Linked DNA regions of Mus musculus: all the other regions are linked to region 6. A link is a contact called in public promoter capture Hi-C data. All regions are on one chromosome and are shown on one strand. The core of a region is the stretch at or near the end of the contact, and the rest is flanking DNA. Distances in the headings are between cores, read along the strand shown. Region 1 holds the start of D330050I16Rik (RIKEN cDNA D330050I16 gene). Region 2 holds the start of Brms1 (breast cancer metastasis-suppressor 1). Region 3 holds the start of Mta2 (metastasis-associated gene family, member 2). Region 4 holds the start of Nxf1 (nuclear RNA export factor 1). Region 5 holds the start of Pacs1 (phosphofurin acidic cluster sorting protein 1). Region 6 holds the start of Stip1 (stress-induced phosphoprotein 1). Region 7 holds the start of Cnih2 (cornichon family AMPA receptor auxiliary protein 2).

Region 1 (2,781 bases), core at 102-2,601, 1.7 Mb before region 6:
AATTTAGCTCCCCCAACCAGGCCCTACCAGGAGGGCATCTTCTCAAAAATCTCTGCCGTATTCAACCACTGCAGTCACTCTCTTCTTTAACCCAACAGTCCCTTTCTCTGCCTTGGCACCACTCCACTTTCTGTGGGAACTGTCAAGTCCCAAGTCTCCCTTTTTCCAACTAGCAGATTACTTTCAAGAAAATTTCTGATCTGGAGACTGGAGAGATGTCTCAGGGGATAAGAGCACTTGCTGTTCTTACAGAGGACCCAAATTTGGTTCTCAGAATCCATATGGCAACTCACAGCCATCTAATTCAGTTCCAGGGGATCCGATGCCTTCTTCTGACCTCTGCTGGCACGGGCACATGAGGGTAAAATACTCAAATGCATTAACATAAAAACAATCCTTTGTTTAAAAGATTAATGTCCTGTGGTGGATCACACTTCAGCAATGCTCTCTTTGCATAGATCCTATGGGCAGACTGTGGGTTCCTGCCACTGGCTACTATTTATGCTCCTCAACATGTTCCTCTGCCCACAACTGAACTACTGGAATTTAGCAGGTTCTATGCCTGACTCTCGTTCTCATTCCACATGTTCTAAGGCACTTCTTTGGTTTCCTGAATACACACCAGCCCAAAGTCACTCTATCTCACTTAAACTGTAAGGTTTCCCATATACACCAAACATAAAGTTCTCCCAAAACTGTGTCATTCTCCCCTGCCTCAAATCTGCTTCTCTTCTAAACTCAGTTCCAACAGATGACACCTCCATTCACCAGGCCAATCAGACCGAATTCCTATTCAATCTGTCCACTTCTCTCCGGCCCGCTGCATAGAGAAACATGCATACTATTAGCCCTCACCTGGTTGCTTGGACCTCCCTCCCGATCTCTTGATCTCTGGTCCTACGTTTGACAAGCTCTCAACCCACTGATCTTCATAAAATATCATGCAATTCAAGTCACTTGCTTACTCAAATCCTTGGCTCCCTACCATCCTCATAACAAAGCCCAAACTTCTCAACAGGGCTTACAGCGCTGGTTCAGACCCAAGCCTATCTTACTGCTTCATGTCTCCGCTATGAGCTATTGGTCGATTGTCTGTACACGCTCGTCCCACCTCATTCACCCACCCAATGCATTGCTGTGAAGTGCCAGGAAGACAGGGAAGGCAGGAAGACTCCTGTCTTCTTAAAGCTTAACGTGGAGACGTCAACGTTTAACCCCAAACACCCGGAGGACGTCTTTAACCCGAGAGGCAGATGGCCCTCGAGGTCCTCCCGTACCCTCCGTCCTGGGCATCCCAAGACCCTGCCCCGCCCCCGGGCCCCGCCCTCACCGGCCTCGTAGCCGTCATCGCGTTTCTCCCGCTTCACGCGCCGCTCCGAGGGCTCCGCTTGGCTTCGTTCGCGACCGTGCGCGCCGCTGCGGGCCTCGGCTTCCGCCCCACGCCGCCCGCTCCCGCGCTCACTCCCACGCTCCCGGCTCCGCTTCCGTCGTTCGCCGCCGCTGCTGCCGCCGCCGCTGCTCCGGTGCTTGTGTTTCTTATGCTCGCGATGCCGTGGCGGCTGCTCGGTCGTGCCCCCAGTCCCGGCCGCAGCCGTCGTCCCGGCCGCCTCCTTCTCGCCACGGTGCTTCTTTGACGACCCCATGATTATTGCGTCCGCCTGGAGCCGGGCCGCTACCCTAGCCCAGACGACGCGAAATGGGAACGCTTCCGGGTCGCGCGACCGCCCCGTTCCTGTTGCCGGAAACTAAGAGGGGCTGTTTCCGGGGCCTGCCTGGGAACCTCCAAAGGCTCACGGGAGGGACTGATTGAGGGTGCGCGGTCCCGCCTGCCAGCTACTGGTCTCTGCGCACGCGCACCTGTAGAGACTGCGCCGTCCACCCTCTCGCGCCATCTAAGATGGTAGTCGTAGAGCCGTAAGAACTTTAGCATGGTACTGGGTCATCATCTCCGGAGCTAGAAGTTTCCCCTGCCTCCTTCCCCTTCCACTCTGATCGCTTCGTGGTGCTCTGTGCCTCAAGTCTCTCTGTGGGCAGCCCCCTCTCCAGTGACTGTCCAAGCAAGCTCCCTAGTGCCGGGGCTCCATCCAGAGTTGGAAAATACTCTTTCTTTTAGCGAACGCTACCGTCATCCTATGTCCCCTAGACTGATGGATTGGACCGTTTTATTATTATTTTTTAGACAGGGGTTTTCTCTGTCCTGGAACTCACTCTGTAGACCAGGCTGGCCTCGAACTCAGAAATCCGCCTGCCTCTGCCTCCCAGGTGCTGGGATTAAAGGCGTGCGCCACCACCGCCCAGCTGGATTGGACCTTTTTAACTAGGCTTTGGAGTGCTCTTTGAATTTGTGCCTATAAACCTGGTGATACTGAGTGATGGTTTGTTTCTAGTTTTCTTTTTTTGTAAAGGTAGGTCTAGTACTTGTTACTTACCCCTGGCTGTCTTCAAACCCACCACAGTCCCTCTGTCAGCCTCTCGTGTGCATGGCCACTCCAGGCTTGAGTGCAAATTCGGCACATTTGTGCATGTATATGCTTTCCCTCCTTTTTTTGTTTTTCCCGTTCTGTCTAGCCTGTTAACTATGTAGCCCAGGCTGGGATTACATGCTTTTCTCGACTTTTCCTGGGTTTCTGTTTGTTTGATTGTTTGTTTAGTTTGGTTGCTTTGTTTTGGGTTGAGTAAAGGGTTAAGGGTTTAAGTTAAGGGTTCACACACTCCCATCTGATAGTCGTTGCTCCTCTCTGGACTTCCGGTGTAGCACCTCGCTGGTGTGGTTTGGTGTGG
Region 2 (2,700 bases), core at 101-2,600, 2.0 Mb before region 6:
GTTTCAATCGAATCAGCCAGGTACTTAAAAGGGAGAGGGCATGTAGGACTAAGACTGGAGGCGTGTCAGGGGTGAAGTGGCCATTGGTGGAAAGGAGGCAGTGAAGCAAGAAGAAAGTGGTTGGATGATGGAGAATTGAGGACAGTGGAGTGGAACTTTAGGGATGATCATGTGGGCCCTGGGGATATCATTAAGTTATTGTGATTAAATCACTGTGACCTCTCCCTGTCTCTCTCCCTCTCTTCCCTCTCCCCTCCTCTATCTCTCCCTCCCCCCCCCCCGCCCCTTTTCCAGGCTTGTGAGCTGCACGTGGCAGGGTTTAATTTTGAGGTGCTGAACGAAGGTTTTCTGGTTCATAAGGGATTCAAGGAGGCATTGAAGTTCCATCCCCAAAAGGAGGCTGAAAACCAGCGCAATAAGATCCTTTACCGCCAGTTCAAACAGGAGTTGAAGGCTAGGTACCCCAACTCTCCCCACCGATGCTGAGTCCTTGTCTTCCATGGTCTGAGAATTGTCAGTATCTGGCTCCAGGCCTGACTGGGGTAAGAAACATGCCTCCACTTTACAGAGGTAGCTATGGGTTTGGAACACTGGACTTGACTATGGGGTGCTGGGAGTCAAGTCTCAGCTTTACCACTAACTAGCTGTGTGGCCTTGAGCAAATACTATTACTTCTCTGAGCCTCCGTTACGCCGTCTGTAAAAAGGGAGGTGAAAATACCTACCTCACAGAACTGTTGGCTCAGATGAGACGCTGTATGTGTAAACATCCTGTAAACTTCGTACAAATGTGAAGTATTATTAATATTGCTACAGTGTTATTATGATATTGTTACTATTAACCATGTTGGGTGGATAGCGGCAGAGCAAAAAGTTTGAATGGGCTAGAGGTGGGAAGCTTGAGTGTTTAATAAAATGAGGCTTTTGGAAAGAAAGATGAAAACGTAGAATGTAGTGCTAAGAACGTTTCCCGTTCTCTCATGCCTTCGCCCTCCGCCCTCCGAGATCCCTGAAGGAGGAAAGAGATAAAGGTTAAAGTCCCAGATCTGTGCCCTCCAGTAGGTTGGGCTGCTCATTTGCCTTCGGATGACATTATGTAAATAAACGAATGTCACACCCACAGCTGGCTCTGTTACTCTCCTAAGCCGAGGGGTGGTGGGCCGGAGCACCGTGTTAGACGGCGGTGGACCCAAGGACACCGACCACAATGCTAGGACAGGCTGAAGGCCTGGGTTACTGGGGGCCAGTTGCTATGGAGACCCGTCCGCCGTATCCCGGCATGCCTGGACACCAGTGGTTCCATTGTAAGCGCCACAAATGGGCGCCTCCTGATGACGCACACGGAAGCGTCGACACCTCCTGGAGAAAGAGAATCCTGCGCAGCACTGTTCCGGAGATCAACGGCGGCGGCGTTCACACCCTGGGTCGGACAGCTCTCCGGGAGTCCTGGACGTGAGGCCGGAGGCCCCAGTGTCTGCGGTGCGTATGGCCACGCCCGGCGCTGGGTTGGGCTTTCCGGATCGGAGCTAAAGCAGAGACTTAACCGGCCCGACTCGCGCGCTGGCCTGAGAGGAGCCCGCGGTTCCGAGGGTGGATCGAGGTGGGATAGTTCCTTGCGCCGCAGAGTTTGTCCTCTGTGTCTGTAGGGAGGGGTCTGCTTTCCCTGGAGGTTTGCTGTGGAGGTGCTTATACACCGCGCGTTTACCGTGTGCCTCTTCCACTCCCTACAACCCTCAGCAATGGTATATCCCCTATTTGTACCCGGGTTAAGGAGGGACGATTGGTTGTGACTTCATTTAACGAAGTCAGGATCAGAGTCAGCTGGAGGAAGGAGATCCTTGAATTCATCCTGCGTCTTAGAAAGAGTATATACAACGGTGAAAAGGAATTGCCAGTGTGGAGGGTCTGAGGCGTGAAAAGGGGAACAGTGAGGCTGTTTTGGAGATCTGGATTTTCAGAGCAGGAGGAAATGCTACTAAACTCTCCTGCAGGTCCGGCGCTATAATTACTTGCATGGGTGTGAAGGAGCGTTACTCCAAGTAGGGTTGCCAAGAAGGAAAAGCCAGTTTCTATACTGCAAAAGTTTATGTTGTTTAATTTGGGTTTAGAAATTCCCAGTCATCAAGTGAGCTGGCACTGCACTGGGCGAGTAGGACAGCCTGCTGCCCTGTCCTGATGAAACACCCACATTTCACTGGGTGGTCGGACATGAGACTGGGAGAATATGAGATAAAAAACAAAGAAACCTTTAATCCCAGCACTAGGGAGGCAGAGGCAGGCAGATTTCTGAGTTCGAGGCCAGCCTGGTCTACAGAGTGAGTTCCAGGACAGCCAGGGCTACACAGAGAAACCCTGTCTCGAAAAAAACAAAACAAAAAAAAACTTCCTGGGGGAAGGAGTTATGCCTTCCCCATGGGAAAGACTTACAGAGCAGCAACCAGAGATGTAGAAATCACACCAGTGTGAACTAGAAGCATCTACATCCAAGATGACCTATTCTCTCTGGGGGCCTGGCAGTATCAATCTCTCGTTGTCTCCTTCCTTCTGAAAATACCTTCCACCCTAACTCTTGGATTTTCAATCTGTTCTGCAGAGGTTTCTCCTCCTGCCTCCTTTGTTGACCTTGGGAATTCCAACAGAGGCCCCTTCTCACAGTTCCGCCTGAAAAGTCAGACTGCACAAAGCCTAAATAACTTGCCGT
Region 3 (2,700 bases), core at 35-2,534, 1.9 Mb after region 6:
AGTGGGCTACCTATACCTGTGTGCTGGGCTTCCACGTCTATGGTGAGCCAGGATCTGGAATCCGTTAGGAGGGCTGGGGAAACAAGGAAGAACCCATTCTGCCCTCAGAATCCTGGGCGTGTGCCACCTCGGGGTGGGGGTCATAGTGGCAAATCCAGGCTAGGAGGCCCCTTGGGATTGTCTGGAGCGCAGTGGCAACCTGAAGACCTGAAACACTGCAACTCTAGGTTGTGGTAGCAGCCTGACTCAGGCCACCTGTTGTGTTAGGTGTGTGGCCTGATGGCTCTGATGGGACAGACATCAACTCCCTTTGCCGCTCCCACAATGAACGGGTGGTGGCTGTGGCAGACGACTTCTGCAAAGTACACCTCTTTCAGTACCCATGTGCTCGAGCCAAGGTGAGGCTTCAGGGGACCATTGGGCCCAGGTGGGTAGGTTTGGTACCCTGCCATTGCTGCAACCAGTTGTTTTTTTTTTTTTTTTCTCTCATCTAGGCGCCAAGTCGTATGTACTCAGGCCATGGCAGCCATGTGACTAGTGTCCGGTTCACGCACGACGACTCATACCTTGTCTCCTTAGGTGGCAAGGATGCTAGCATCTTTCAGTGGCGAGTGCTGGGGGCAGGGAGCTCTGGGCCCGCTCCTGCCACACCATCTAGAACGCCCTCTCTGTCCCCTGCCTCCTCCCTGGACGTGTGATTGATGCTGGATGGTCTTGTCCCTCTGGTACTGTGGTCTGGCCCCACCCTGGCCAAAACCCCTAGGACCAAGGACAGTCTTTTCCTGTGCTGGCTTTTTCTTTGACTTCATACATTCCCAATTGCGCATTTTTCTGGAGGGGCTAACCACCCCACTGCACACAAAATAACAACAGACTTGCTGGCTGAGCCAGGCAACCCAGCTCCGACACCCTCTGCTCGGTGAGGGGCAATAAAAAGAAAAAAGTAACTGCCTGGTGCTTTTGTGCGGCGGGTCCCCTCAGGGGCCCAGTTGTGTTAGGATGAAAGAAAAAAGTGCAGGGCGGGAAGAGAAAAGGGAGTTCAGACCAAATATGCAAATAACAGGCAAAGCGGCTTGCAAATAACCTCAAGAAGAGTGAGGGCGCGCGCGCGCCTTTCGACGCCACTGCCGGGGAGCTGCTAGGACCCATAGTGCAAAGAGTTAATTCCGGCTCCTCACCGCCCTCAGGGGCGGGGTCGAGCTGCAACGGAAATAACCGAGCGCGAGGCCGCGGCTGAGCGAAAGGAGCCGAGTTCCTTCCGGAAGTGGCCGATCTGCGGGGTCTTGCTCTCCGACCTGAGCCGAGCGCTGGGCCTTGTTCTCCGGATCGGCCGAAGGTGTTCCGGAAGGAGGCGAACCCGGACGCGGGCAGGGCAAACCTTGCCAGCGGTTGGCACCGCACGACGTCTGCTGGGACTCGGTGAGGACGCTAGGAGCTGGAACCTCACTCCGGTCAGGCAGGAATCGAGCTCGTTCCGGAAGAAGCCGAGTAGACCGGAGCTGGCCTCGGTGTCCCGGCGTGAGGCTATAGCAGTGTCGTCGTCGCGCGGGCAGTGATGAGCCGCGGCGGCTGAGCGAGCAGAGGTGCCGGCTGCTCGGGCCCCATCGACACTTCCGCGAAGCGTCAGCCACGCGCTGGGGGCTTCGTCTGGAGCTGAGCTTTGCCCCCGCGAGCCTCCGGGACCTCTTTGTGTGGCCGGAGGCGGCGGCGGGAACGGCCATGGCGGCTAACATGTACCGGGTGGGAGGTGAGTACCCTGAGCGGAAGAGGCTGAGGCCGGGATCAGGGAGACTCGGTGTCCGCAGGCGCGGGGGAGCCACATCTGGGGTCGTGTGGGCCGCGGCACCGACCGGAACCGGAATCAAGAGCCATGGTTCCGCGGCGGCGACGCTATCGGGCGCAGAGTCTACCGCAGAGGCTTACCTGCAGCCGTAACGGTGCTCTTGAGACCTGTGACTGGATCGCCGGGCTGGAAGTGGCCTTGGCTTTGGAAGGGGCCCGAGTGACCCACCGTCCGGCCAGCCGCGCTAGGGGCTAGGCGCGCAGGGGTTTTCTTTTCTGTGGCGGCTTGTGCGTTCGCGAAGGTGGGGCCTGAACAGTTTACTCAATTCTCCTATACAAGGATGCAACTTGAGTGCAAAGTTGTATGGACTCCAGGGAAATTCTTGTTCTTGTTTCTTAAGTCTCACTTTTGAGTGAAGATCTGACTTTAGAACTGGGTGTTGCAGGGGTAGGGGGTAAAAACTCATTTCCTTTTTCTTCTTTTTTCCTTGTTTCTTTTTAGACAAGGTTTATTCTCTGTGTAGTCTTGGCTGTCCTGGGACTCATACTGTAGACCAGGCTGTCCTCGAACTCAGAGATCCGCCTGCCTCTGCCTCCTGACTGCTGGAATTAAAGGTGTGTGACACCACTGCCTGGCAAAGTATTTCCATAATATCTCTTTTCCTTCCTTCCTTTTTTTTTTTTTTTTTTTTCTTTTTTTCTCTCTTCTCTTCCCCCACCCCCCATTTCCTTTTTGAGGCAGGTTTCCCCCTTGTTTCTTTTGAGACAAGGTTTCTCTGTGTAACCCTGGCTGTCCTGGAACTTGAGCTGTAGACTTGGCTGGCTTTGAACCAAGAGCCTGCTTTGGTCTCCCAGACTGCTGGGATTAAACGCATATGCCACCACTGTCCAGCTAATGACTAGTACTTATTTTCTTAA
Region 4 (2,700 bases), core at 131-2,630, 1.7 Mb after region 6:
GTTAAGTCAGTGACTCTGATGGGCCCCTACTGATAGGCAGGGTAGCTCCGGAGCTCTGTACACACAACTCCCCCCTAGAAGCGAGTAGCCAAGTACAGCAGCACTTCATAAGAGTTTTCCTTTGGACTAAGTGGGTTCATAATTGGGCGGCAACTTCCAAGACAGTACCCATAAGTTTGAGCCTGTTTTGTATCTTCAAATCAAGTCATGCTCCATGCCTACCAGCACCCCATCTGCTTCCCCCTCCCACAGCAGCATCTGGATCCAAGGCTGCAATAGTCCTAGCCACACCAGAAAAGTTTCCTAGAGCTCTTGGGTTTGACATTAAAGTTTCAGTCAACACTTGGGAGTTGGAAGCAGGTGAATTTCTTGAGTTTGTGGCCAACTTGGTCTACAAAGCAAGTTTCACAGAAACCCTGTTTCAAGAAACAAAACCCAAAACTAGCAACTTTCCCTAGCTACCTACCTAGCTGACCTGGGTCTACCAATTAGGCTTCAGTATGACAGACTGAGTGAAGTGAAGATCAAGGCTTAAGGCTCACTAGATCCCTGATTTTGTTTTGAGATGGTCTATGTAGTGTTCCCTATCTCTGAACTGGACAAAGTATTGATAGTAAGACTAAAGCTTTTTTATTTTATTTTATTATTTTATTTTTTTTGGAGGAAGGGTCTCTACATAGCTCTGGCTGTTCTAGAAATTTCTATAGAGCCAAGACTGGCCTCAAACTCAAAGATCTGCCTGCCTCTGCCTTCCAAATGCTGGGTTTAAAGACCTGCTCCACTACACCCGACTTGACTTTTTTTTTCATTAGTCAATTTAAAAGACCTTTTTTCATTAGTCAATTTAAAAACCTACGAAGGACAGGATTTCGTTTAATTCACACTTGGGTTTCACACTGGGCATGATACTGTGCTGGAGGAAGAAAAGTTCGCATTAGTTAAGGTTCCTGCTCCAGTGGGGCTTACATTCCAATTTTCTATTTCGTCATAATTCGTCGTGGAGATGAGAAAAGCTAAGAGGGCATAGGCCAGCGGCTGGCAAGGAACTGAGCTGCGACTTACTCGCTGCCGGGATCCCACCGGCGGGGACTGTGGGCCGTTACTCCCGTTCAGAGGCCAGGTCTCCATTCTTGTGTGTAGCCCTCGACCCTGCTCCTCTTGAGTTCAGTGCTAACGCAGAGGGTTTAGCTCCGGGACCGGGCCAGCGAAGAAATAGGAAGGCGGGGCCGGCCGATAGGCCATCCGGCCGGAGCTCCGGCCGTGGGCGGGCCTCGGAGGGCCTGGCCACGCCCCCGAGCGGCCGCCCTGCTTCTGCGCAGGCTCAGAGAGCGCGTTCACGTCCCGCGGCACCGCCCACATCCTGGGGACGTCGGCGGCGCGCGACGTGCTTCGCCGGATAAATGCGGTGGCGCCGGTCGTAGGAGAGATTCTGTCCTGAGCGCTAAGGCTCCTTGGCGTTTGGTGGCGTCAGGTTCTGCGCCTGAGCCCGCCCCTGTACCTGCCTGTGCCATGGCGGACGAAGGGAAGTCATACAACGGTCAGTGCGGGGCCTCGGGCCGGGAGGCGACGCGGTGGGTTGGGGTGGGCGGCCCTGGCCTAGGCCTCAGCCCGGGGGCGGGAGGCCGCGAGGAGCCCTACGTCCGTAGGTAGCGGTGGCCGCGCGGGCAGGGGGCGCGGGGCGCCGCGGGACCCAGGGGCTCCAGAGTCGCCCGGATTCAGGCGTTGGAGAACCTGTGGCTCAGGGGTGGGGTGACAAGATTCCTTTCAACTTTGAGGGTGGTTGATGCCTGTCAGTTCAGTTTGGCGGCCCGACTCTTCCTTTAAATGTGAGTCAGTAGTCGCTTGGTCGTGGGCTACCCTGGTGCCCTATTTTTCTTTTTCTTTTTGTGATACGATCAGTCTGTTCTTGTAGCTTGCTGCTTATTGTTTATCAAATTTCTAGTCGGAACACCTATCCTGACATGTTAATTCATTGTGGTGGTTAGGACACTATGACAGCTGAGGTTTGAATCTGGAGTTGGCTGTACTAAACCCGAGTGAGTTAAACTTTCAGGCCTTGTTTTCCGCCTCTTTCATGTGGGTACCTGTCTCCCAAGTTTGTGTGCATGTGCGTGTGCGTTTGTGTGCGTATGAAATAATTTCTACCAAGTGCCTAGAACACAGTAACTGGAGTGGGAATTTTCTTCCGTGAACCGTAGTTTCACTGTCTCTTAATGTATTCCTTTTTACTAGGGTTGCTTGGAGAGGATCGTTGTTTAGAGGATGCTAGATATTAGGTGGATTTCTTTGAAAGTTATACCTTTTTTGTATTTGTGTAATACTGATGATTTATCCAGGCCTGAAAAATAGCTACCCAATGAACCTTTATTTTAATTCAAATATAATTACTTGGTCTCCTTTCTCTAGCCATTCCCATTGTCAACTCTCTCCCCAAATTCATCCAACATGCAGAGCCCATTTAGTGTTAATGTGTATATATTTGTTTCTAAAGCTTACCATTTGGGATTGGATAACCATTTAGGGAATTCATCCCTAGGGAAGGCTAATTCTCCCTTACAGGGTCAGCCCTAGTATCCCAGGCTGGCCTCAGTCAGTCTCCCTGTGTCAGCTTCCCAAGTTCGGTATTGCATAGACTTTTACTTTTTTTTGGGGGGGTTGGGCTCCTAGAGTTAAACTCAAGGTCTGGCAAAAAGGAAAATA
Region 5 (2,700 bases), core at 184-2,683, 1.8 Mb before region 6:
ACCTCCAGGCATTTCTTTGTGCTTACTGGGCAAAACCAACCCTGCAGGCTGTCTTAGCATAGGGTCAATCCAACACACTGTCCCCAAAGAAGTATATACAACAACTGCTTTGCCATAGAGAAACAAGCATAATTTTTTGATGCAAGTTTTCAGATAGTTCCAATGGACAGAAAAATGGGTTGAATTTAGGAACAAGGCAGTCATTTTACAGAGCTCATAGGAACCTGGAGACTCTGTGACCAGTATCTAGTGGAGGAGGAAATGAAAACTTGCATTTAAGAACACATTCAACTGATGTCCAAACTAAGAGCACAGAGTACCCAGAGAATGTGTGTAGCATGAAGAACATATGAATGTATGTACTGAACCCCCAAGTGTTAACCAGCTTTACCTGCAACAGGTGACAAATGAATTTGGCACATGCTAAGTACGTTGGGAAAGAACTATATCAAAGCCATCTTTACCACATCTGTGTAACATTAACATATGTACAGCCCACGGGCGCCAGTGAGGCAGGAAGAAGAGTGACTTACTGACCGTAAGGAAGGCCAGATTCGGTCAGACCCAGCCAAGGAAGGCCACTGGGCTGGGTCCCCGAGGCCACCATTGCTCCAGGAGGACAGGAGGGTGGTTCGAGCCAAGGCGGAAGGTGGGACTGCTGGAGAGGGCAGGCCCACACAACAGTCTTGGAAGGCCCAGGAGAAGACAGCCCCCACCCCCCAAAGCCAAGATGAGCTAGGAGTGGAGGACGTACCCTCCACTCGCCCCGGAGAGATGGGGAGGCGGGGCCTGTCACAGAGCCAGCCTGGCGGTCCCCTAGGCCAACACCTTTTCCCAGCCGCCCGTTGCTCACCTGGGCACGCAGCTGGATGAGCTCCGGTCCACCTCCCAGGTAGCATACAAATTCATCTGCACTGGGGCGGGGGTGCGGCCTGGTCCTGGACCGCCCGGAGGCGCAGAGCCCGAGGCCACCGCGACGGCCATGGAGGTGGAGGTGGAGGAGGACGAGGAGGAGGCGGCCGCAGCCGAGGTGGACGAGGAGGACGAGGTGGCCTGGGCCAGCTTGGGGGGCGTCGGCTGTTGAGGCTGCGGCGGCTGCTGCTGCGGCTGCTGCTGCGGGGACTGGGCGACCCCAGAGCCCCGCTGACTGCTGCCGCCCCCGGAGCCTCCGGGACCACCGCCCGCCCCTCCGCGTTCCGCCATGGCCTGGCCAGGGGAGGAAGGGGCGCGGGGCTTACGCAGACTGAGGGCACGCGAGCGACTCTCAGGCTTCCCCCCGCGGCGGCAGCGGCTCAGCGCGTCTCCTCAGAACGCCCGGCGGAGCGCGAGCCACCAGCGAATCTGCACGCACGCGCGGGCTTTCGCTGCGCGCGGTCCTCGCGCTCGCCCGCCGCCGCCTGTTGCGGCCCGCGAGGCCCAGACACTGGGTGGGCGTGTCCGAAAGGGGCGGGGAGCCGCGGCCCCACCCAGACCGGCGCCGAGGGGCGGGGCCAGACTCGCGCTCGGCCCCGCGGCCCCCGGGAAGGGGCTACAGCCCGCGCGCTCTCGCGGCGCGGCCCTGGAGTCCCTAGCAGGCCTCGGCGTGCAGGCTCCGCGCCCCTCCTCCCTCCGCCCTCCTCGGGCGGCTGCTACCCCGCCAGCGGAAACCCGGGTTTTCCGGGGCGCGGTCCCGGACCGGAGAAGACTGTACGAGAGCGCGCTCAGCCCCTGGGATCTGCAGTACACGTAGTTCTGGTCACGCGTTGCATGGAAATCGGATAGCCCGCTGTGGCGACCCCTTCTGTGGTTATTTCGCCCACTTCTGCAAAAGAAGCAGTAGGTAGAGATCCAGGGGCCGGCCACCACCTAAGGAGCTTAAGTTCCAGCTTGACTGTGGGCAGGAGCCAGTTGAGCTAAGGTTGTCTAGGTCCAACAGCCTTTCTTGGTACAGCGCCCCCGACACAGCCTTCTTTACAAAAGTCCCAGAGTGCCTCGGTGCTTTCTCAATTTCTAGAATTCTATTTCTCTCAAGGCCTGATCAGCTGCCATCCCCACACACCCCCACCCTACCTAGAGCTCTTGCACTCTCCTACACCCACACCTTCTCCCCAGTACTTGAGCAAATGTTATGGAATCCTGTGCTCCAACCTAGTCTAGTTTTTCAAAAAACTTCTCAGAACTCAGTGACGAAGACAAAACAAGCCCTTCAAACCCACCCACCCACCAACACACACACACACTAGTAAATCCAAGTAGTTAGCCAGTACTCTGGAACAATTGAGATTTTATTTAGAGACAGATGTTCTCCAATAGGTAAGAAATCGGCCTTTCTGCCACAAGGTCAATGAGGAAGGCCTGACCTGGCCTACTTCCCTAGCCTACAGTTACTTCCCAGCCTAGCCACGGTGCTAAGCTGGCTATTTTTATTCCCCACGGACAAAGCAGTAAGGTCAGACCAGACCCAAAGGTACCTTCAGCAGAGCCTTCACACACAGGAGGGGTAGGGATAGTGAACTACCCACAAGTTCAGTTCAGAACTACAGTCCCATAGTCCTATGGGCCATCTGTGATTACAGGCAAGAAGTAGATGCTTTTGCAGAAGCTAAAAGAGAGAGAGGTTCAAGAGCGCCTGTATTCATCCTTCCTTGGGAAACAGCTTTATTTACAAAACAAGTCTAAAATAAGAACAGGAAGTGACGAGCCTAGGGAGTCCAGATCTAG
Region 6 (2,700 bases), core at 180-2,679:
TACTCTGAGACAGAATCTCAATGAATCTGGAGCTCACAGACAGGCCTGAGATGCTCGGGTCTCCCCTCCCCTCACCGATTTAGTGGGTAAAGGCAATCGGAACCCAGGCCTTCATCCTTAGACATCAAACGCTGAACCAACTGAGCCATCTCTAAGCCCAACGCTCAAATTTGTCATCTTACTGTAAGTTTGCAGTCCACAGGAACACTTGCACACTTGTATAATGGCTGGCAGGATTTTTCCCCACTGAGGAGGGTGGGGAGGATGGACGGGGTAGACCATAGCTCTAAATTCAGGCCCTGTGTTTGATCCCTAGTGCCACACAATGAATGAATGAATGATAATGAAAAACAACCTCTTTTTGTTGTAACAGAGCAAGGTGTTACTCATACCAAAAAAGCGTCTCTCTTGTCCGTACTGCAGTTACAGTTTAATTACTCCAAGGGTACAGAAAGTTGATTAACCTCTCCATTTAGTCTTATTAACAAGGTGAGAGGCCCCACGGTCCCTCACAGTGACTATTCCAGAACAAAAGGTTTTACTTTATACATCACAGTAAAAGTAGTAGTAAGCTGTGCTCTTTTTGTATGTGTGTGTTTGGATGAATCACAACGGTTCAATGACAGCTTCCAAGGTAACAAAACCTCTCCAGGCCTCAGATGCAGGCCACTGTAGCCTGAGCTAAATCACCAAGGTAAGGACGGCAGGTTTCCCTCTGTGCCCCAGATCAGATGCTGAGCGGTAGAGACAGGGACTTCTAGCTCCTCACTATCGGCTCACAACTGTCTAAAACCACTAAATCCTGTGTAATCGGGAACGGAATTTCCAAGGGTCGGATACTCAGTCACCCCACAGTCACTACGAAAAGTGGGGGGAGGGGCGACATATGTATGCCTCAGGGAGCCCTGGTGACACTGTCCGCGCCCGCCTTCTCTGCAGTCGCGCGGGTCCTTTTCCCGGGCGCACACAGATGCCGTGTACCCCGAAGGCTGCTGGGGTGATCGGTCACCGGATCCCTCCAAGTTCGCAGCGGCCGACAGGGGCCTCTCCGCGCTGAGGAGGCCCGGCCCCCAGAAGCTTCGGGGCCCGGCCGCGGCCAGGCCTGTTCCCGCTCCACTCGGCGGGTCGCGGGGGCGACGGGCGCTCGCCATTCTCCCCTCACACGCCCGACCGCGGCTCTCACGCCCGCGCCTCGGCCGCCCGACCCGGCCCCCCAACCACTCGCTTCTCCCCGCCAACAGGCCTGCGCTGCCCCGGGGCCCCGGCCGCCCCTCCCCCTTCACCTGCTCCATAGCCTGGCCCGGAACCCCGTTGAATCGAATTCGTCCGCTCCGCGTTCCCAACCGCACGCGCCGCCTTCTGGAACCTACTAGAAGCTGCCGGGACCCCCAGGTTACCGCCCCTTCCTCGCCTGCTCACTGGTTGAACACGTCCAGGAGGCTCTGCTCGCCCCTTTTATAGGCTTAAAGTTCAGTCAATCATCGTGACTTCTCTTTCATTGGTTTTTTACGGGTCTTCTCTTCAGCCCTGCCTCCTCTGCACCTCCGGATTGGACACTCCGCGGCAAGTCCCGCCTATTTCAGGGCTAGGCTAACTGAGGGAGGAGCGGGTCTTGACGACACGGATTGGTTGGTTAGTCCGTCAATTGTAGCTGGCCTGGCCGCACCCATTGGTCCTGTTCTTTCTGGAAATTTCCACAACTCTCATTGGGCTGAAGGACTCCTAGACGGAACCGCCTTTCAGAGGAAACATTCAATTGGGTGGATGGGTGGGGAAAAAAAAAAATTTGGCCATTCCTGGCGCTGATTGGTTTATGCCGCTGCCCTGTAAGGGGGTGCTCGGCTGGCTGGTGGTTCGTGGGGAGTCGAGCATCTGGCCCGGTGTCGCCTAGGCTTTAACTACAGCGTTACAAGCTGTTTTCCCTGAGTCTGAGACTGTTGGCCCGCGCTTCCTCGCATCCTGACTATTAGGCCCGGAATGTACCCAAAATATTGCGGGCTATGACGGGCCTGCGTTGAATGTTCCCAAAATGCTGCGGGCCACGACAGGCCTCCGCTTTTCCGGCAGTGTCCTGGCGGACCGGCTGCTTGGCCCTTACTCTCTGAACTCAGCTGCAAGCTTTGGTCACCATGGCCTGCCAGCAGAAATGCTACTTGGGTTGCAGGCTTAGCGTGTAGCTTATGGAACGACAGAGACTGATGATCAGGGGTCTGGACAGGATTTGTATAAGGAACGTGGGCTGTGCGGTGCCATGTCTGTGCCAGTAGCACCAATGCATACCCTCTCCATCCGGTTACCCCTTATCTGTTCACTTATGCCTACCTAGTTCTTTCTCCTGCCTCACTTAAGATCGGAGGAAATGAGCGGTGGTGGCATACAGCACGCAGGAAGCAGAGGCAGGTGTATCTCTTAAGCTAGCCTGATCTACATAGTGAGGTCCAGGACAGCCAGAGCTATCCATACCAGAACTATATAGTGAGACCCTGTCTCAAGAGAGAGGGAGAGGGAAGAGGCAGAGTGCTGAAATTACAGGTGTGAGCCAAATGTGGCAAGAGTACTTTTTGGGTGACTGGAGATAGAAACAAAGGTCTTGTCTGTGCTACACAAGCCCTCTACCCATGAGCCTCCAACCTTCTGTTTGACAAAAAGAAAATACAAAGGTTAGGTTTTTTGGTTGTTTTTTTTTTTTTTTTTTTTTTT
Region 7 (2,700 bases), core at 29-2,528, 1.9 Mb before region 6:
CGCTGGATGCAGTCAGATAAGAGAACACTTAAAAGAGGATTAGACCAGGAGATGTGCATGCTAGTAGCTACAACAGAGAGACAGGCCTGTATGGGACCCGTTTGAGTGCATTGGAGGAGGGGCAGCTGGAAGGAGCCGGCAGAGACCTCAACAGTAAGCCAGAGGCTCACAGTTCTAGAGAGGAGAAAGAACCAGGTAGAGGAGGCCCTTGGGAAAGCCCAGGAGAGAACTAGGTACAAGAACCCTCTCCAATGGGAAACCATTTGAGATGAGACAAGAGACATTCTGAAGAGTGAGGTGTGAGGCTAGGCCAGGGTGAGGGCAGACCAGGAGTGAGGGACATGAAAGACAAAAGGCACGTATGTGAAGGAATCAGAAGGAAGCTGGAGAGTCAGAGTGAGACCAGGTGGGAGCTAGGTTTCTTGAGCTGCTTCGAACCTATCCCACTTGGGTCAGAGGGGTCCAGGAGGGGACAGGGTTAATGGGTTCTAAGATATGCGGGTCTTGTAAACAGATGCAGTTGCCATAGCAACCATCTCCATCATTCTGGTTGGAAAAACCCACAAAGGAGAGGGGTTCAGCGGGGGGGCTGGGGGGGCACACAGACAAACTGCCCGATGGACAGACGGGGGTGGATGGATGAGAATATAGAAGGATCAAGAATTCCGCCCCTGCCCAATGACTGGATGAAGCAAGGAGAGGGTCAGGACCTACTGACATACCCACAGACAGGCGGGGGCGGTGAAGGAAGGGGGGGGCTGCCCCGGGGGAAGGAAGCCAACGACAAGGGGGTGTTGGGGGGTGCGAACAGAAACCATGGGGGCTAGTGGAAAAGACCTTTCAAGTTTCCCCGGAGCACTGATACCATCAGCCCCAGCCCCCTCCTGCTCCATAAGCCCACTTGCCCCCCACCCCGCCCCCAGTCCAAGCCCAGTCTTACGTGCCAGATGACAAAGAAGATGAGGGAGGCGCACAGCACCAGGGTGAGCATGTAGCAGAATGCTGCGAAGGTGAACGCCATGGCCCCCGCGCCGGGCGGTGGCCCGGGGGGCGCCAGCGCGGGGTCTGGGCGCAAGGGGACGCCCCCCGGCCCACACTTAGGGCCGGACGGGCATGGCCCACCGGACTCTAGGGACACGGACAGCGCGTCCGGGACCAGGGCCACGAGGCCGTGGGGGACGCGGGGCGCGGGCCGTGGGGCTCGGGGGGCGCGTCCGCTGCCGGCTGCCCGGGCCCCGATCGCTCATCCTGCGATCCCTCGCCCGCGGCTCCCTCGCTCTCCAGCCCGCGAAGCCGGCGGGGCGGAGCCGGGGGCGGGGCCGCCGTGCAGCGGCCTCGGGCGGGGCTGAGACTCAGAGCGCCCCTCCGCCAGCCTCATCAGCCCAGCACAGCCACTCACCCCAATGAGCCCAGTGTTTGTGCACCTCCAGAACATGCAGACCTGGAAGCCCGTTCCTGGTACAACTTTCGGACAACTAAGCCCACTATAGCCACATTCTGTACTCCCGTCTCCACAGAGTGCTGGCTCAGGGGGATACAACTGAGGTCCTAATGTAAAGCAGCGCTTGTCAAAGCTCAGGATAGCTGGCATCTGGCTTCAAGCCACAAGAGGGGACTAAAGTCGGGGACTGGAGGAGGGGAAGACTAAATGCAGGGGGACCAACGCCTGCTCCTTGCTTCTAACTTCATGCCTTGAACGCCTGTCCCAGTGGATGTTGGTGGCTCACCTGACGGCCTCCTGCCAGCCTCCCTCTGACAGATTCATGCTGGGCCCTTGGGGACATCCCATAGCCGCACAGCAGGCTTTCCCAGCCCCAGTATGTGGGTCAAGGGCTTTTACCAGCAAGCTTAAGATACAGTCCAAGCCAGGACCCCCCATGCATCACACCAAACTCTGGACTCCAGTTCCACCCAGCAACTCAAAGCTGACTCTGACCATAGACCACACTCAGTCACCACCGCTTCCTTGCAAAAACCCTTGGCTTATCCAAGGGCCAGTGGAAATTTATTTTTTCATCCTTTTCCATCTTCCCCCAAGTGGCTTTTCCTTGCAAGATGCCTGATGTGACATCAGAGGGGAACCTGGGAGAAGAGGCTCCCTCCCAGAGGGGCAGCCCAGGGACTTAAATACACACTGGAGGGGGAGGACAGGTTGTAGGGTGAGACTGGCAAGAGACAGCACAAAGGACATGGCTTCTTAGGTAAAGACCAAAGGTTTTCTACAGGAAGCTGTGCCAGAGGGTGGGGGCCAGGATTCTGAGTTGGGAGGGGGAAGAGCCCCACAACCCCAAGCTGCACCCACATTCCCCAGAGAAGCAGGTCTGGCCCTGTCAGGCTCTGAGGAATGGAGGAAGAACAAGCCAGATGTGCTGCCTCGGAAAAGGGAGGTGGTGCTGGCAGAGTGAGGGTTAAGGCTGGTGCCCGGCCTTTGGCAAGGTGGGCCTTCCGCCTCCGCTTTCCTCAGGGACAAAGGGGCTCGGTGGGCAGGCAGCACATGGGCCTGGCTCAGGCAGGGCAGGGGGAGGCAGGAGCAGGCTCCCTCCCGGCTTGAGACACAGGCCCCGCAGCCATCCGCCCACCTACCCTAGATGTGCTCAAGACCTAACCGCAGCTGGACGGCTCAAGCTGTGTGGGAGCGATGGAGTGAGGCAGAGATGAGGAAAAGGTGGCTATGGGGCTCTCGCAGCCCTGGCACCTGTC

Evidence for each region. Promoter capture Hi-C pulls out the DNA fragments that hold promoters and counts their contacts. Capture Hi-C pulls out chosen DNA fragments and counts their contacts.
Region 1: a promoter capture Hi-C map of pre-B cells shows a contact between it and region 6, with 4 times the contacts expected there. A contact is called at or near these places in 2 of 39 promoter capture datasets (liver and pre-B cells).
Region 2: a promoter capture Hi-C map of liver shows a contact between it and region 6, with 3 times the contacts expected there. A contact is called at or near these places in 2 of 39 promoter capture datasets (liver and pre-B cells), 1 of 130 datasets of targeted methods (microglia) and 1 of 9 other capture datasets (liver).
Region 3: a promoter capture Hi-C map of liver shows a contact between it and region 6. A contact is called at or near these places in 1 of 39 promoter capture datasets (liver) and 1 of 9 other capture datasets (liver).
Region 4: a contact with region 6 is called in a promoter capture Hi-C map of liver, with 6 times the contacts expected there. A contact is called at or near these places in 6 of 39 promoter capture datasets (the 3T3-L1 cell line, the C10 cell line, cranial neural crest and 3 more), 4 of 130 datasets of targeted methods (epiblast stem cells, microglia, pancreatic cancer cells and 1 more) and 1 of 9 other capture datasets (adipose tissue).
Region 5: a promoter capture Hi-C map of liver shows a contact between it and region 6, with 5 times the contacts expected there. A contact is called at or near these places in 2 of 39 promoter capture datasets (liver and pre-B cells) and 1 of 484 Hi-C or Micro-C datasets (embryonic stem cells).
Region 7: a contact with region 6 is called in a promoter capture Hi-C map of liver, with 3 times the contacts expected there. A contact is called at or near these places in 3 of 39 promoter capture datasets (cranial neural crest, liver and pre-B cells) and 1 of 130 datasets of targeted methods (pancreatic cancer cells).

Annotation. Positions count from the first base shown.
Region 1 is chr19:5,386,985-5,389,765 of GRCm38.p6, forward strand. It overlaps D330050I16Rik (RIKEN cDNA D330050I16 gene), which reads left to right and starts at 1,352. Exons shown (of 1, transcript NR_033224.1): 1 at 1,352-2,781. Sart1 (squamous cell carcinoma antigen recognized by T cells 1) reads right to left here and starts at 1,719. Exons shown (of 20, transcript NM_016882.3): 1 at 1,331-1,719. The coding sequence starts at 1,643.
Region 2 is chr19:5,040,013-5,042,712 of GRCm38.p6, forward strand. Brms1 (breast cancer metastasis-suppressor 1) reads left to right here and starts at 1,351. Exons shown (of 10, transcript NM_134155.3): 1 at 1,351-1,478. B4gat1 (beta-1,4-glucuronyltransferase 1) reads left to right here. Exons shown (of 2, transcript NM_175383.2): 1 at 1-20; 2 at 295-1,122. The coding sequence ends at 486.
Region 3 is chr19:8,940,636-8,943,335 of GRCm38.p6, forward strand. It overlaps Mta2 (metastasis-associated gene family, member 2), which reads left to right and starts at 1,285. Exons shown (of 18, transcript NM_011842.3): 1 at 1,285-1,747. The coding sequence starts at 1,720. It overlaps Eml3 (echinoderm microtubule associated protein like 3), which reads left to right. Exons shown (of 22, transcript NM_144872.1): 20 at 1-42; 21 at 268-398; 22 at 495-947. The coding sequence ends at 698. It overlaps Gm10353 (predicted gene 10353), which reads right to left and starts at 1,755. Exons shown (of 4, transcript NR_165499.1): 1 at 17-1,755.
Region 4 is chr19:8,755,723-8,758,422 of GRCm38.p6, forward strand. It overlaps Nxf1 (nuclear RNA export factor 1), which reads left to right and starts at 1,381. Exons shown (of 21, transcript NM_016813.2): 1 at 1,381-1,537. The coding sequence starts at 1,510. It overlaps 1700023D09Rik (RIKEN cDNA 1700023D09 gene), which reads right to left and starts at 1,247. Exons shown (of 2, transcript NR_132423.1): 1 at 1,063-1,247.
Region 5 is chr19:5,271,686-5,274,385 of GRCm38.p6, forward strand. Pacs1 (phosphofurin acidic cluster sorting protein 1) reads right to left here and starts at 1,434. Exons shown (of 24, transcript NM_153129.3): 1 at 854-1,434. The coding sequence starts at 1,203. Sf3b2 (splicing factor 3b, subunit 2) reads right to left here. Exons shown (of 21, transcript NM_030109.2): 21 at 2,236-2,700.
Region 6 is chr19:7,038,597-7,041,296 of GRCm38.p6, forward strand. Stip1 (stress-induced phosphoprotein 1) reads right to left here and starts at 1,430. Exons shown (of 14, transcript NM_016737.2): 1 at 1,284-1,430. The coding sequence starts at 1,292.
Region 7 is chr19:5,097,243-5,099,942 of GRCm38.p6, forward strand. Cnih2 (cornichon family AMPA receptor auxiliary protein 2) reads right to left here and starts at 1,279. Exons shown (of 6, transcript NM_009920.4): 1 at 941-1,279. The coding sequence starts at 1,021. Rab1b (RAB1B, member RAS oncogene family) reads right to left here. Exons shown (of 6, transcript NM_029576.3): 6 at 1,965-2,700.